2 separate regions of the Mus musculus genome follow, and region 1 is linked to region 2. A link is a contact called in public Hi-C data. All regions are on one chromosome and are shown on one strand. The core of a region is the stretch at or near the end of the contact, and the rest is flanking DNA. Distances in the headings are between cores, read along the strand shown. Region 1 overlaps Pdss2 (prenyl (solanesyl) diphosphate synthase, subunit 2). Region 2 overlaps Sobp (sine oculis binding protein).

Region 1 (2,700 bases), core at 73-2,572, 330 kb before region 2:
AGTGCTGGCATTAAAGGCATGTGTTATCTGATCCCACTTGCCTCTGAACACATATTGTCTAGGAGTGAGGTAGCAGACAGTGGAGACCTCTAGACACACTTTTCTTCCATTTAACATTGGGGGTTGTTTGCTTGTTTTGTTTTCGTTTGTTTGTTTGGTTTGGTTTGTTTTTTTTGAGGCAGGATTTCTCTGTGACAGTCCTGCTGTCCTTGAACTCACAGTGCTGGGTGCTAGCTGCTGGGTGCTGGATGTTGGGTGCTAGGATTAAAGACATTCACCACTATGCCCAGCCATTTAAAGAATTTATATACTACCACTCACAGTTGGCTGAAAGGTAATTTGTCGATGTCTTTGTTTTTTCCTTTTGTTTGTTTGTTTGTTTGTTTGTTTTTTGAGACAGGGTTTCTCTGTGTAGGCCTGGCTGTCCTGGAACTCACTCTGTAGACCAGGCTGGCCTTGAACTCAGAAATCCGTCTACTTCTGCCTCCCAAGTATTAGGATTAAAGGCTTGTGTCAGCCCTGCTTGGCTTGAAATATAATTTTTTAAAAATAACTTTCTCTTTTCCCATCTTGATTCATTTCCAACCAACAAGAGGCAAGCACATCAGTGTGGCTTGTGCTCTATAATTAACTCCTGTTGCACCTGCCAGCCCATTGACAAAGAGGCAAACTGTCTTAGGTGGCCATGCTTGAAAGACGGGAGCCGTGATGGCTCTCAGCAAGGAGGCAACATATTTATCATTCAAAATTATGGCCCTCCCCCAAGGAATATGTATTACACGTTTGAAGCATAAATAGCAGAGCCCTGCTTAGTGGTCCCTGAGCACACCTGTAAGCCTACATTAATACAGTACCAACAAGCCAGGCAATTTACCGTCTTCAAGAATACATAGATTGTCTAAATGTATTATCTGGGTAAGCCAAACACAAACACAACACTATCAACACACAGTTATCCTACAGGCCAACCAGATGCTCATTCTGGGAAGAGGAAGCTAACTAAGAGCATCTGGTTTCTGGAAAGAGTTAAGCTGGGTCTCTTCTGCCAGGAAAGCAGAGCCAACCTACTAGGAGAGTCCTTCTCCATGTGTTAGAGTCTTTTTGGGTTTGGATATCACAAAAAGGGTTAAAAACACTGGAGACTACCAAAACAGATTAGCAGGACATCTGGGTGCTTCGGCTGTCACCATCAGGGCAGCCCTCGGAGGGAATGCCCATATCCACTCGGGTTATCAGATGGACAGCTGATCAACATTAAACAGACTTGCTCTGGGCAGGCTGCGCTGGGCTTCCTGACATGAATCCCAATGAGAGCCCTCTGCACTCTAGCACTGAGCTCTGCCATTTTTCACTGCGGCAGCTCCCTGGACATATGGGAATCCCTAGTGATGAGCACATAAAGCTGCCTGGAACTCAAGTGACGGCTCATTTCCCCCGGCTGAAGGCAGACATTAATATCCCGAGGAGATCACACCCGCCTCTCTGACCCTCATCTACCCAAGCAAAACCACTGTCCTATTTCCCCATGTAATAAGCTTTTAATGAAGAAACCCAAAACCTTGTCCCTCACTGCAATGCGGTTCTACATGAAAAGGTTATACAAATACATCAGATCTCCTGTCAAAGTTTTCCAAAATCACCGTCCCCCGCCCCACAGGAGAGTACAGCCTGTCACTCCCCCTCCCGGAGAGCTCATTCTTTCTGCTGAGGCCCTGGAGTTCTCTGCTCTGATAATTACGTTCTCCCTGGCATGGCAGGTAGAGGATTAAAGAAGTGATTACAAAGAGCTTGCTGCTAGCTCCATTTTCATTACAAATCCCTCTCGTCCAGGGCTCATCATTTAGACATGAATCTGCTACAGGCACAATGAAGACTGAGAGAAATGACAGTCCAGTGGCAACCTAGATAATACAGCAGCAAAGGGTCCAAGCCACATCAGAATACGAGAAAGCCAGAAACACAGGATGAACTGGACCTGGCACACACGGTGGTTTTAGAAGGGTTAATGGGAAAGATGTATGAAAACAAATAAAGAAGAGAAGCAGACTTTCACCTGTGACTATGGAGACTAATCACAATGAAGGGGATTTGAGTCGTGACCGCCATTTAGCAATGGGCCCAGTGGCCAGTGCCAGGGCCCAGTGAGTTCTGAATGGCTTCAGGAGAGTTTTTCCCTCATGAAGGCAAACAGAGGTTAGGACATAGGAGGGCTGCATGTGAAATAGACTGCAGTGAGCAACACAGGAGGGAGATGTCATTCTGCAAAGACCTCCGTGACTATGTAACAAGAAGCTCTGATGGACAGAAGAGAACCTCGCAGGTTCCATTTAGATGACAAACTGTCCAGGTACAGTAGGAATAAGGGGCTGAAGACCTGCTTCCTATGAAGAATGTCAGGACATAGGCTGTTCAGTTACATGCTTTAAGTTAGCTCATTTATTGTTTCCAATCCACCTAGCTATCTAGAAACACAGCAGTAAATCCTATGTGCCCCAGCATGTCTAAACCAGCCACGTAGCAGACGCAACAGGCAAGCAGTCAGTATTCAGCCAAGCACATGTCCACAGCCCACATTGTCACAGACATTAGGATTCATTTACCTGGTTTTCTGGTGTGTATGTTTTTTAGTGCGATGTGAGTGTGGTATAAGTGTGTGCAGTGTGTGCATACACATGTGAATAGGTTTTCATGCTGTCCACT
Region 2 (2,786 bases), core at 185-2,684:
GGGATTCTCATCCTCCAGACAGAAAGGGGGCTAGGAGATGCAAACGCTGTACTCAGAGATTAACTTCCGCATATCCAAACTTGCCTGTGCCAGAAGAAGAGATTTCCATGGCCTGGTAGCCCCGCCCATGTCACAAGCCCCGCCCTGTTGCATATTTGTGGCCTTTTGCATTTACACTTTGGTTACTTAATATACATATTAACTGCACACGGACCTGGCGGTTTGATGTGATTTGGGGAACTCAGGCATTTCCTCCCCTGCACACTGAGAATTTCAAGCCTTGGTTTGGGCTGATGATTATTATCGTTGCCATTAACACCAGGATTTGGACGGCATGAGCTTCAGTGGAGTCCGCCCGGTAGCTGGCTGACCTTGTTCTGCTAAAAACTCTGAGATGGTTTCCAGGGCTCCGTGGCCTCCATTTCTCCTTCTATGAAGTAAAATTGTCACATTTTATCTCTAGGGTTCCCTGTGACTCCTAAATTGTATCATCTCTCGAAAATTATTTGCTCCGTATTCCAAGAATAATCTCACGGGATGTAAAGATGTTTTTGAGTCTTGTGTTTTAGCATCTCTCCAGTGCAGAGCATACCCTTTCCTGTTTCTCACAACCACATTTATCGGCAGAGGGACTCCTTGGGGACATAGTGGAAGACAGCTGCTTAACTAGTTCATTGGACAAAATTGAGTTGAACACTGCTGACCAACAAGACAGCTAGTGTAGAGAAGAGAGTTAGATGGCCCAGGCCAGAGCCCCCATCCCCACCCCCACCCCTGGGGATGTCACAGTTTGCAGGGGGCACTTCTAATTGGTTGCCTCTCAGGAATGCCTGACGCTTCAAGAGCCTGTGCTTCTGCTGAGGGGCCTGGTAGCAAACAACAGAAACCCATAAGGAAAAAGAGGTGGGGCCTCAAGTGTGTAGGCCATGTGGGGATAGCATCCGCCGGAAATAATTTGAAAGTTCGGTTTGGACCCTCAGCTCAGGTCCACCATGCATGGGTGATTTGTTATCTGACCACCTTGTGGTCTTGCGTTGTTTCAATGTGAAGAGCTGCCTGTGGCTTGCCTTTGACAGATAATAGTGAGTCTCTCAGACCTCAAACACCAGCGTTCATACGGGAAGGGCTGCTGTGGAGGTTAGAGACCCGTACCTCTCTAGGACCTTGTCTGGCTTTTGAGCGACCCTGGGTGACTCAAAAGACCTCCTCCTGGTTAATCATGTAGTCATATGGAGACTGTGTTGCTGGTTGCAAAGGATGCTGTGGTCTTTGGGGAGGGCGTGGCCCATCGCGCTCGCTCATTATGGTTTTCCAGAGAGGGCTGGAGCTTCTGTTCCTCACACAAAGCTGGCAGACCTGATCCGGAGCAGACTGAATGAAGCGCTCTGAAATCATGCCGCGGAGTCCACAGCTCTGGGATTCATCTTAGAGTGAGCTGGCACCAGAGCTGCAGCTCTCTCACTTCTGACCGGTTCTCTGCAGCTAGACAGGGTGGGAGGAGGTGGGCGGATTGGGTAGAGATTTGGTCCAGCGCATTCTCATGGATCCTTCTCATCTTTTCCCAGGAACACTCGCTCCCAGGGTACATTGCATGGAGAGAGGGCGTGGAGCAAACCATGTCATGCCATCCAGTGACACCAGCTGGTCAGCTCACCACCTCCCTCTGGCTAAAACTCAAGCAAATAACACAGCTTCCGGTCATTAAACATCTTGGAGGAAGTGGCTCTCCCTGGTGGCCTCAAGGCCGGAGAAGCCAGCAGGTCTTGGACCCATCAAGCCCGGGCCCACCATTCCTGCCCACTTCATCTAGAGTCTCCCCAGAAGAACTTAGGGATTTCGCTGGTTTAAAAACAACAACAAATAGCAAAACAAAACACCAACCCGCCACAAGGACCAATGTAGGTATCCTCGCCCCATCTTCAAGGCTCTATGGATGAGGCCGGAGGATGACAGGGACTGGAAAATAAGAACCTTTTATATATATATATAAATCTTTTTAAGAACTGCTGTGGTTTGCTGCTACGATAAGAATTGTGATTTGCTTTTATGGGTTAGGAACGGAACTGTTCACGTTTTGGTGGGGAGAGACGGGATGGTGCTGGAGTTCTCAATGCTTCCGATTCATCTCTGCCCAGCCCACGATGCACTTTTAAATGAAGAGGTAGAATATTTTATCGGCTAATATACTTTTCATGTTATTTTTTACAAAGGCCACCTTTATCCTTTTTGATGCCATATTTTCAGTGTTACACTTTTATGGCTTTTAATTTTCAATCTGCCAGATGCAGGAAGCAGCATGGATAGTTTATACTGTGGTTTTACGGAGACCGAATGCCAAGAGAACTCGGTAAATGTTTATTCTTCTCAGCTTTCTCTTGACATGCCCCTAAACAGCGCCCCATTTGGGAACAGAGCAAGAGTGTTGAACTGAAGACCAAAATGCCCTCAAGGTGTAATATAATCTGAGGGGGAATATTTGCTGGGCGTCAGGAAAGACTGGATGAAATTTCAACCCTGATGGTTTTCTGTGGTCCAGGAAGTCAGCGAGACAATCTCTCTCTGCGCAGAGTCCTTTCATGATAATTAGAATGGTATGGACAAGCCGATGCAAACAAGAGAGAAAGTGAGAAAGATCACCCCGGATTCTGTTTCACTGTTTGCTTTCTCCTGTCATGGTTAAGAGAAATGTGCAATTCGATCCTCAATCAGTGGGTGGAGGATAACAGGGTAGATTTACTTGTGTGCACTTGTACAGTTGTAGCTGCGAGTCCAGAAGTCCTCTAGAA

The links. A called contact is a pair of places that touch in the nucleus more often than the background predicts.
Region 1: a contact with region 2 is called in a Hi-C map of the N1E-115 cell line, with 3 times the contacts expected there. The contact joins two enhancer-like sites. A contact is called at or near these places in 3 of 484 Hi-C or Micro-C datasets (the N1E-115 cell line and nephron progenitors), 1 of 115 datasets of contacts at active chromatin or transcription factors (forebrain) and 1 of 9 other capture datasets (embryonic stem cells).

The regions. Positions count from the first base shown.
Region 1 is chr10:43,331,138-43,333,837 of GRCm38.p6, reverse strand. The region is part of intron 2 of Pdss2 (prenyl (solanesyl) diphosphate synthase, subunit 2); the gene reads right to left. All of the region lies in intron 2 of Gm40631 (a long non-coding RNA gene), which reads left to right. Among named protein-coding and RNA genes, the nearest start is that of Gm40631, 10 kb to the left of the region's middle. Within about 2 kb of position 1,322, at least 33 of the 459 cell types and tissues checked have an H3K27ac peak or open chromatin away from gene starts, as enhancers often do. A contact at or near this core is called in the N1E-115 cell line, where this site is marked.
Region 2 is chr10:43,003,194-43,005,979 of GRCm38.p6, reverse strand. Sobp (sine oculis binding protein) reads left to right here. Exons shown (of 7, transcript NM_175407.3): 7 at 1,566-2,786. Among named protein-coding and RNA genes, the nearest start is that of Gm5079, 13 kb to the right of the region's middle. Within about 2 kb of position 1,434, at least 29 of the 459 cell types and tissues checked have an H3K27ac peak or open chromatin away from gene starts, as enhancers often do. A contact at or near this core is called in the N1E-115 cell line, where this site is marked.